Linked DNA regions of Gossypium hirsutum: region 2 is linked to region 1. A link is a contact called in public Hi-C data. All regions are on one chromosome and are shown on one strand. The core of a region is the stretch at or near the end of the contact, and the rest is flanking DNA. Distances in the headings are between cores, read along the strand shown.

Region 1 (5,230 bases), core at 2,280-4,779:
GGTAAGTTGATTTTTTAGACAAGGAACTAAATTAAATAGACCTAAAAAGTTAGGAATTGATGCCCCTAAGGTTGTGCACCAATTTATTAGTCTCGGATTAACCAGTGAGATCAAGAGATAAACCCGATTAATTTTTCTAAGTTGGTAAAATTGAGATCGAAAAATAAAATTGAGTCACTTAGTAATTTAAGCCATTTAAGTCCCTCATTCGAAGACTGGAAAACTGCATCGAAATCAACCTACCACCATTAGTCATTTATTGGTTAATCTTGTAGTTTTGTACTATTTATAATTTGGTCCTTAGATTAGCATATTTAATTTTCTTGCAAAACTTTCTTGTTATGATTTGCCGTATTATAAAATAATACAAGTAGTTGCTTAAACTTTATAGTATACACTATTTATCACTCAATAGCTATCTCTTTTGGGTTCAACCCTTTGGAAGACTTCGTGTTCCATTTGAACTATAAATATTAAAACTGACTTATACGCTTGCAGTAAAATCGCACTTTAAATTTACTTTATAAAATCGTTTGTTTATTGTGCACGCATGCATGTAGTCACAAATAACAGTAGCAAAGAATATTTCAAATGGTTGTCCCCCATATTAAACCAACATTAATCCTCAAATTACCAGTAAGCCATTCAACCAAAAAAGCATGAAGAAGAACTATTAACTCCATTGGATCCCAATAAACTTCTCTAAAGTCTAGTGGTCACATGACACACTCTTAAAACGTGTAAGACTAGTTCCTCCATTACTCCACAAATTGAACACGTTGGATCCTCTGCCATACCTTCTCTGCATCCACTTGTAAGACTAGTTCCTCCATTACTCCACAAATTGAACACGTTGGATCCTCTACCATACCTTCTCTGCATCCGCTTAACATTCGTTAACAATCTATTTTTCATTGCTTGCCATAAGATGTAAAGCTTAATTGTGCTAAAAGGGGTGAATTGGTGATTAAAAACTTTGCAAGAAAGATGAATAAAAATTGACACAATGATATATATTGGTTCAACCCCAATTGCTTACATTCATTACCTTAGCTCTTCACAATTAAGGGTTTCCGAAATCCATGAACCCTTTTAAGGATAATGTTTAACTTTTACAACACTATCTTTTGAATAGACGAGATAGACCCATTTCCCATTAAAGTTTTCTACCCACAACCATAAGTGACCTCTCACAAATTTTAAAAATGAATAGTTAAAAAGAAATACCAATCAAAGGCTTATATACAATAATCAAGCTCACTTAAATGAATTACTAACACTTGAAAATAATGAAAGAAAATAAAACTCGAAGTGTAAACAAGAGAAATATGAAAATTACAAGTGAAAGATTGGATTTTTACACAATAAGCTTTATGAACTTGTTTCTTGTCTTCTTTTTGATGTTCTTAAGTTATATTTATACCCTTTCATTGATTTCTAGTCGTTTAGAGTAATTAGAGGGAAAATTGAGTCATTTAAGACATTTACTTGAACATTAAATGCAGTTGCAGGGGCCTATGTTTCAATACTTGGACTTTAGGTTCTGATACCCTGCTTAAATAAAGTAATCGTTAAAGCTATAGATACCAGACTCTAAGGTTGTGTTCAAATACCTCTTGCTTTGGGGTTCAGTTCCTTTTCATTTGGGGTTCAATACCCCCAAATGTTCAAAATTGATTTGGCACCCCAAGTTTCAGAGCACACAATCTTGGGTCCAATACATAGTAATATATATAGACACTTAGACCCAAGGGGTTCGATACCTTTAAAGTCAGTAAGTTGTGTTATGATATCCTTAATAACGGTATTGGACCATAGCCCAAGTTATGCTAAAAATAAGTTTTAAAAGTACTTTTAGGAGCTTCTAATCTTCATAATTTTTTTCTAGATATTTAAACCATTTTGAAAATTACTTGAAAATAATTTTTTAAGGTTTAACATGAGATCTTATAAAATTTAATTAAGGAAATATTTTGTTATATCAAAATATTTGAAAATAAAAACTAACATAAGAAAACCTGAATACGTTGAGGTATAGGGCATTCCCAAACAATCTTCCATTACATTCTTTTTCACCCCAAAGATCTTCCATCAAACTATTATAAGCATCTCTAAGTGAAACGATGTTGTGGATCCACCAAATCTTTGGTTAACAAACTATACACACAAATTTTGAGTTGAAAATTGACTTGAAATTTTGAGTCAAATTTATTGATAACTTTGAAAGAAAAGTTACAATCTCTGGATTTCTTTACAAAGAAAACTTCTTTGATTCTTCTCTTCGATTTGGCTGTAATCCAAGTTTGTCTAGACTTGGTCTTGGATGGATGTGATTGCTTCAAGAGTTATGTTGACTTGCTCTTGAAACAGGTTTGGACCTTCTTTCTTCAGTTGATTTGGATCGAAAGACAACTTTTTTTAGAAACGACTTTTGTCTTCTTCTTCACATATGAACTGGATTGGAAGGTGGGTTTTCTTCAGAATGAGTATGGTGTTCGTCAAAATTTCTTCAACTTCTTCAGATAATTTTGATGAGATCTTTTAGGCTTCTTGAACTTGTGAATTTGTAGAATGGCTTGGGGCTACCTTTCTTATAGTGCTAATTACTTGAATAAAAGAAAGTTCTACAAGTAATTAAAGTCTTTTATTTATTATTTTTCTCTTATTAATTGATTAAAGATGAAATAATAATTTAATTTTATCTTTAATTATTTTATTTTTAACTAGTGGTAAATTTATCTATTAATTAACTTAAACTAATTAGAGAAAAATAATTATGATGTCATCAAATTTTCACCATGATAATTTTGGCTTGACTTACAATAACTTCGGCTTGATACGTGAAGATTTGTAATTGGTCCGAAAATTTTCCTCATCTATACAAACATTCATCAATAATCACATTATCATCACATGAATCTCTAAGAAGACCTAATTATTGTATTCAACTGTCAGACCAAAACCGAATCGCAGTGTCATCCTAGTGACCACATCAAATTAACTTTAAGAAAATCCTGGATTTTTTATAAGTGATCTCTATGGAGCATAACAATTAGCTCTTTCTATTGAATTCAAAGAATCTCATCAACTCGATAGAAAATATTTTTAATTGAGAGTAATTTATGCTTTGACAGTTATTTGTTACTCATGTAACTCAACCAACTATATTAAAACTTAAAATTTTCATTTTTACTTGTGTTTCTATTATATATATGATTTAAAATATTAATTAAAAAGTTTATAAAAACGAGTTTTAACTAGGTTCGCTAATCAATAGATTTTTTTACTTTTCATTGGACTTGTACCTTGACCAGTTGATCCGGTTCAAAAAATATTAACGAAACCCAATGTTATTGGAACTGGATTGAATTAATTAATTGAATTGAAAACTTATCAGTATATCATTCCAAACAAGGAGAATAAATGAATCTCCAAGCGTAAGATTAAATCGAAAATCAATGGTATAACGAGATTCGACACCTATTTGACTTTTATAACATTGATTAAACGTTGGTGGGTAACCGAGTGAGCCCAATAAGCCTACTCACGCCAAGATCCCAAAGGAAAGACGCTGAAGTGCGGGAGGGGAAAAGTTAAGAAACAGAGGGCAAAACCAAAACAAAGAAGAGAAAGAGAAGAGAAAAGAAAAGTCCCTATTCACTTTCTCTTTCTCCTTCTACTAATATTATACTACTACTACTACTACTACTACTACACCTTTCCCTTCCCTGCAATTTTAATCCCCCACCCCACAAAATTCTTTCGCCATTTCACACACTTCCTCTCTGTAATTTCACCTTTCACTACTAATTCAATCCAATGCCTGCTTCTTCTTCAGGCAATCTCTCGTCCCTCTTTTTTCTTTTAATTATTTTCTCATTTTCCGTATCCAATGATAATAAAATTTAAGTTACCCTAATTACGTTTTTCACTTTACCTAGAATTTTTTTTTTTAATTTTTTTTGGGATAGATGGTCGAGGTAGATGGAAGCGGCGGAAGCGAGAGCGAAGATTGAAGCACCAGGTGGAAGAAAAGGATGTGGTTCCGGAGGAAGACGATGAAGAAGAGAACAACGATGACCTTGACAACTCCGGGGACGATGCCGCCGGTGTCGCCACGGATCCATCCTTACCGGGCTCCAGCGAGAGTGAGGTCCTGTCCGGCGGTGGATTTCGCATCTCAGAGTTCCCTCCCGTGGTGAAGAGAACCGTGAACCGTCCTCACGGTTCCGTAATGGCGATCGTGGCATCTGAACGGGCGGGTTTGATTGGGGATGGTAAGGGGCATCAGCAGGTTGAGCTGGCGGTTTTGGAGAATGTTTCGCACGGGCAGATACAGTCGGTTTCTATGGAAGCTCCCGTTGTTGATCCGGAGAAGTATGTGATCACCCCTCCTCCTATAATGGAGGGTCGTGGTGTTGTTAAGAGGTTTGGGAGTAGGGTTCATGTCCTGCCAATGCATTCAGGTTCGGTTCCGCTGTCTCTTTAATATCTTCATGTTTTAAACTTTTGCCTGGTTTCAATTTTGATTCTGACTTTGGCTAGCCGAAAGAATAATGAACAAGTTTAGGGGGTTTAATTTCAACGAATTTCCTATAAATCAAGGGTATAAATAGATGGAGCTTATTTATATTAATTGACTGTAAGTGGTATTAAGAGGTAGGATTGAAGTGTTTCAAAGGTTTGACTTTCGTCTGTTTCTCGTAGTGAACGCACGCTGCTAATATTTGGTGAATGTTCTTTCTTTGTACCTTTTAAAAAAAAGTTCTTTCTTTGTCAGCTTGAATTTCAGATGCACTGTTGGAAAAGTCTTTTGAGAAAGTATATAATTTAAGTTCCTTTTTGTATTTGACTGGGGAACTTTATAATCGTTTTCTTATGTGAGTTGATTAGTACCTATAGTAGACCTTCTTTTGATTGGACTCTAAGAAATGTCTTGAATCTTGATCTAGCTCAGACGAGATGTAATCTAAATTAAAACAAAAGTTAAGCAATTTAAACTTGGGTTGGTCTTATTTACATGATATGTGTGTTGTGTCGTGTCATGTCATGTCATGTCTAGCATTAGTAGAAGAAACACGCATTATAAATTCCAAGCTTATGTTGCACCCTCTCTCTTTGTGCACTAAAATCTTCTTATTCGTGTACTAATATTTGGTTGTGTTTGTGGGTTTCCTTGCAAGCAGAGTGGTTTTCACCAGCCACAGTGCATCGTCTAGAAAGACAAGTT
Region 2 (5,896 bases), core at 2,812-5,311, 150 kb before region 1:
TTTTCAATTCGTGTTCTTCGGGGAACTTGATTGGTAAACGTAATCAAATGCTTGTGGATTTATGCACTTCATCAATCAAATACAATCAGGACTTTCTTAAAATCTATTCTTGTTTTGTTCTTCATGTTTTATTTATTGTTCAAGTTTATTATGTTTATGGATTTCATGAGGAACTAATCCTCTTATGGGGGTTAGTGAGTGAAAGTGTGACTAACTAATTACTATGTAGGGTTTTCTTAGCGGATCAGCTATTTGGGAAAGGAAGAACTTAAACTCTAGGCTTAGTGATCCTAGAAATTCATTTAGGTGAGAATTAACCCAAAATTGGTATGACTTATCCGTGAACATCTTAGCCCCAAACCAGTCTAGACTGGGAGGTCGAGAGATAAGTTGTTCTTCTCGACTCATTAGCTTAGTGTAAGATCAAGAGATCTAACTAGGGTAACGACTAGTTGATTGAATGAAAACATGAAATAGGATTTAGTTATGACCACTGAAGCGAGCTAGTCACCCATGTTTAGATTTGGTTAAGTTTAGATTTTAGTCATCCGAAGTTCACTTTATTTTTATGCAAGTTTTTTTATTTCTTTATTATAAAAAAATCCTTTATTTATATTTAATTGTAATATTATTTATTTAAAGTACTAATTAGATCTATATTCGTTTAGGTTAAAGTTGATTTAGTACTCGCCTCCCTTGGGTGACATTGTAAACTACCTAAATTGTAAAGTTTAACGGATAGTTTTGTACTTTAATGACTTAACTAAACCAAATGTAAAATTTACTATAAAAATTAGATATAGGAGGTCCCTAATGGGTAATGGTGAAATCATATTTCAAATTGGAGTTTTAAATTGAAAATTAGATTAGTCTCGGTTTTAGAGACTAAATTGAATAAATTGAAAATTTTGTATAAATTGATAATTGGCTGTAAATTGATTTTTTATTGATAGTTCTATATGTTTATATTAATCGTAGCTAACGTTGACCCGGATTCATTGAGTGGGAAAGGAAAATCCAAAGTTGTCAATGAGTAGCTTGGAATTTTTTATTTGTAATTCTATGATTCTAGAATCTTTTAATTGCTACATATTTATATCATTCTTCATTATAAAGAGTTGGATGTGAGTATCGATGACTTCTTGAACTAAAATGATGCGATTCAGATTGAATATTAAAACAGGGACTAAATTGACTAGAATAGAGAATTTCGTGACTTGTTTGATATATGCAATTGATATGAGATTTTGTTGGAACATAATAAATTATGTATTAAATTGATGAATTGTTAATGAATTTTGTATGATAAAACATAAATGGAATTGTATATGAAATTTTAAATTTGGTTACCTTATTAGCTACTCGGACTATGACAAATATAGTTGGCATGCCATAGGATTAGAGTATTGAGTAAAGCCATCGTTGTCAGGCAATCCGGGGTGATAGATATTATACATTGAGTCATTGTTACTAGGAAAACCGGGGTGACAAATTTATTTAGTTGAGTAAACCATTATTGTCGGGCAATTCGAAATGGTATTATATATCATTATAGCGTCATTGTTGCCAGGCAACCTTGGGTGATGGATCTGTCTATCTGTACCTAGTGTCAAGTTAATGGCGTTATAAACACATGAATTGGTAAATGGTAAAGTAATGAAATGTGATGGAATTATGAAATGTGATATTATTTTATTTTATTTGAAAATAAGCCCCGGGGTCCGAGCATGTATAAAAGAGCCATTAGGCTTAAAAATAGTTGAAACATCAATATGAAAGGGATATATTTACTTAATTGATGAGGTTGAACACTAAACTAGTTGTTTATAAATTGAATGATAAATGTTATATTAATTTGCATATGCATATACAGCGGATTCTATGTTAACATGAATATAGGTATAATTGCTTTGAATTGGCAATTGAAGTATGGAATTGTGCAAAGTAATACTCATGCTTTGATTTTGAATTGAATAGGTTCAATTAGCTTATACTTGTAATCCAATATCTTGAATCATAAATTTACCATTAAGCGATTTGCACAACATAGGTTTTGTTTTTTCGTGCGTAGGTAACTTAGATTCACAGTAGATCATGATAAGGTCTTCTTAGCATCCAGAATTCGAACCCGGCTTAGCAATGTTTGTGCATTTTTTATGTTTATAGTTGGCATGCACCTAATAGGTTAAGTTTTGTTGGGATAGAATGGTATTTATAATTAAATGTTGCATTTTGATGTTTTAAAAGTGATATATATGGTTGATGTGTATATGCGTATATGTGTATGCAACTTAGAATTCTCATAGTGTGATTAATGCATGAGATATGTGATGGTACCGTGATTGAAATGTATGAATGGACCTAATAAATGGTTGATATGTCATATGTCATGATGTGCAATTTGGATTTGCTATGGTAGTATCAGGGAATGATACATCAAATGGCAGTTTAATTACAAAGTGAAGAATTAATATGTATAGGTTTGCATCTAGAATAATAAGAATACTAGGTAAGTTAGTGAGAATGATTGGATGATTGGAAGTAATAGGTAGTTAGAACATGATGTTGATATGAATTGAAAGTGTTATGGCTTATTATGGAACCTATTTTTACTGTACATTTGGTCAAAAAGAAGAAAATAATAAGGTTAAATTGAATATGCATTGGTGTATCTTAAAATTGCAGGTTGTGAGTTGGTATTGCAGAAATAGTATGTGACGTCGTGACGTCAAACGCATGTCGTTGCGATAAGAAATGGCCTATAATGTCACGTTGAGACGAGAAACACTGTCGTCTCAATGAGGCCAAACAGTGAGTGATGTCACGCAAACTGACGTTGTGACGTGATAAATTGTTTGGTGACATTACGATATGGTAATGATGACGTCACGGCATCAACCCTGTATTTTGAAAATTTTACAATTCAGTCTTGATTTGATCTCGAGTTAAATTAAAAGCTTTCGTAAGCTCGTTTAGGACCCAAGAATGATTCTATATTGTATTGTTTGTTTATAATTCTTATGAATAATAGCTTGATGATGTGAATTCATATTTAATTTGACCGTAGTTGCTCCGGCAACGAATGTGGCACATTGTAGCTCGGACCCGGCAATTGGGTCAAGTATAGGGTGTTACAGACGAACCCTAATCAGAGAGTCATGTCGCGATAATGAACTCCCCAAAGTCGTGACATCAATTCAAAATTTTGTATCATTTACAATTTGATCCATTTCGATCTTGGGTTAATAAAAGAGCTTTTGTAGGCTCATTTAAGGCCCGAAAATGATAATGCATTGTTTAATTAGCATGAATTACTTATATTTAAAGTTATATTGACATTGAATTGGATGTTATTGATTGTAGTTGCTCCGGCAATGAATGTAACACCTTGTAACTCAGACTCGTCGATCAGGTCGGGTATTGGGGTGTTACAAATAAAATGCTGACGTGTTAAGTAAAGACACTATCGACTTGTCATCATTTTAAACACGCCACATAAAATTATTTCTGAAGACCTTTTAAAATAATATATGATATTTCTTCAAAAAATATATAATATATGATATGATATAATTAGTGATGAAATTGAAAGTTTTTTAGCTTAATGTAATATTTATTTAAAATTAAATTAAATTATTAAAATATGTAAATATTGAAAACTAAATATATTATTATAATAATTAAAAAATATGACATTATCATATCCAAAAACATTTTACATCAGAACAATATTAGCGGTGAAATTGAAAGTCTTTATAATTTAGTTACCAAAAGAAAAATACACTAATAATTATATAACTAAAGATGGAATTTACCATTATTTTTCTTTTTTATATTTTTAAATCTTGCTTTCTTATAAGGACAAGAATTATATTGAAATTCACGTCAACTTAACATTCCAGGTATGATTTATTTACATTTTTAAATTCAAAATTAAATCTGAAAGTCCAAAGTTAAAAGGAAAAATTAATTTATTTATCTTTTTAATCGGTTGTATAGGTCCCCATCAGAAAGTGAAGGTTTACCTTAATAGATCACAGCTGAGGAAAACGCCAGAGGTATGGCCCGGGTCACGGGGTCTTGTGCTATATATCTATATACGATTATACGCAGTTTCGTTGTTTTTGAGTATATTGGCAGGAAAAAGAAAAGGTGACGTAAGACATCATCATTATCAACGCCGGCAGAGTCCAATCAATTCAAAATCCTCATTTTGATTTCTTGTTCTCGGCGGTTCCTTTTAAGATTCATAGTTGGAGCGTAATTTGATTGATTATTTGGACGATAATGACGAGCGAAGTGGAGAACAAGCCGGTATTTTGTACGGAGTCGGCGAAGGAGTTGGTGAAGGAGTTGAGAGCTAGCTTCGCAACCGGAAAGACTAAAAGCTACGAATGGAGATTGACTCAGTTGAATGCCATGGTGAAGATGATGGAAGAGAAGGAGCCGCAAATCGTTGCCGCTCTTCACGATGATCTTTCCAAGCCGGAACTCGAATCCTCCATCTATGAGGTCAAACCTTTTTATTTCTTTTTAATTTTGAAAATTTATTTTCCTGTTATTCTTTCTTTTTAAAAAAAAATTGATTTCGGATTAGTTTTTTAGTTAATTAATTAAAATGGATGAGAAGTAGAATTCAATGAAGTTATTTCACGTACTAAATTATAGTATTAGTCGTTTAGTGCAGAGTCTATAGGCGGCTGTAAGTCAGCTCTGGACAATTCTTGATTGGCATTTAATTATATCTAATAATAAAAACTTTACTGTTGGACTTGGTTATTGAATGAATCTGAATTTCAATTTTAAATTATTAAAACTTTGTTATTAATTATTGACCAGTCTCCAGATTATAATATTCATAAAATAGATTTGATGGGTTTATTTGGTTACTGATAAACAACTTCAACTACTTTGTCTTTAAAGCTAACGGTGCTGTTTGGGGGGTTTATTTAGTTTTTCATAAATCTAGATATACATTTGTATTAATATTATAAAATTTTATGAGAGGCCCTGTTTCGTGTCAAGCTCCAACTCGAGAATCGTGAAATACATGAAGAGAACAGTTGGGAAGTTTTAGGAATCCTCTCTCTATTGTTGCTGGTGTGCAAAGGTTTTAGAAGTGTTTAAATACGTGACAGAATTGAAATCTTGATGGGCACAAGTAGCATTTATGGCATGCTAACAGTTAACTTTGTCATGAAAACGGTTGATCATTTTTCTGACTTTAAATGATTGCTAGATATATGCAGTGTTCCAAACTACTAGAACTCAAATACTTGAATATTTATTGCTAATCCAACTTGCTCACTTGGTTAAAATCTCCAGCCACATGATGTAAATATCGTAAGAAATATTTCTTTTTTGGCCTTTTTTTTTTGTTCAGCCTCTATAGTTATTGTGGATATACTTTTATCAGTGAAGATTCCTCAAAATTATTAATTATTTGGAATATGTCTGGGCTTTGGGGTAGATAGTCCCTGCGCTTTCCCATATTTAGTAGAGATCAGGATTAAGTATAATAAGTAACGGTTAAACTTCAATGCAGGAATGTATATCAGTAGGTGGACAGGATTTAGGAAAAAGAAAGAGATAGAGAGATGTCTTGCTATTTACTGTTATTTTGAATAATTATAAGTTGGTGATTGGAGCTTTGACTGAGATAGACTACTGCTGTGAGGATAATTGTAGTTTTGATTAATTAATGTGGGGATACTTAATAATGGTATGAAAGCTAGATGAACCTTGATTGTCGCCAATGAATACTTAAGGAGGTTTTTGAAAATTTTCATCTGTTTATAGTCACAGGTGTTTGCCACTTGTTTGAAAGAAACATTATTTGAGCCAAATGCCTAAATTATATATATTCAGTCTCTGGATTTAAATGTGGAGGCTAGTG

The links. Hi-C and Micro-C count contacts between places; a contact is called where the count stands out from the background.
Region 2: a Hi-C map of hypocotyl shows a contact between it and region 1, with 2.6 times the contacts expected there. The contact joins the promoter of LOC107910383 here to the promoter of LOC107910375 in region 1. A contact is called at or near these places in 2 of 34 Hi-C or Micro-C datasets (hypocotyl and leaf).

Annotation. Positions count from the first base shown.
Region 1 is chrD02:12,949,486-12,954,715 of Gossypium_hirsutum_v2.1, reverse strand. It overlaps LOC107910375 (SWI/SNF complex subunit SWI3C), which reads left to right and starts at 3,529. Exons shown (of 7, transcript XM_016838200.2): 1 at 3,529-3,838; 2 at 3,972-4,466; 3 at 5,187-5,230. The coding sequence starts at 3,820.
Region 2 is chrD02:13,095,441-13,101,336 of Gossypium_hirsutum_v2.1, reverse strand. It overlaps LOC107910383 (aldehyde dehydrogenase family 3 member H1), which reads left to right and starts at 4,061. Exons shown (of 10, transcript XM_016838210.2): 1 at 4,061-4,512. The coding sequence starts at 4,288.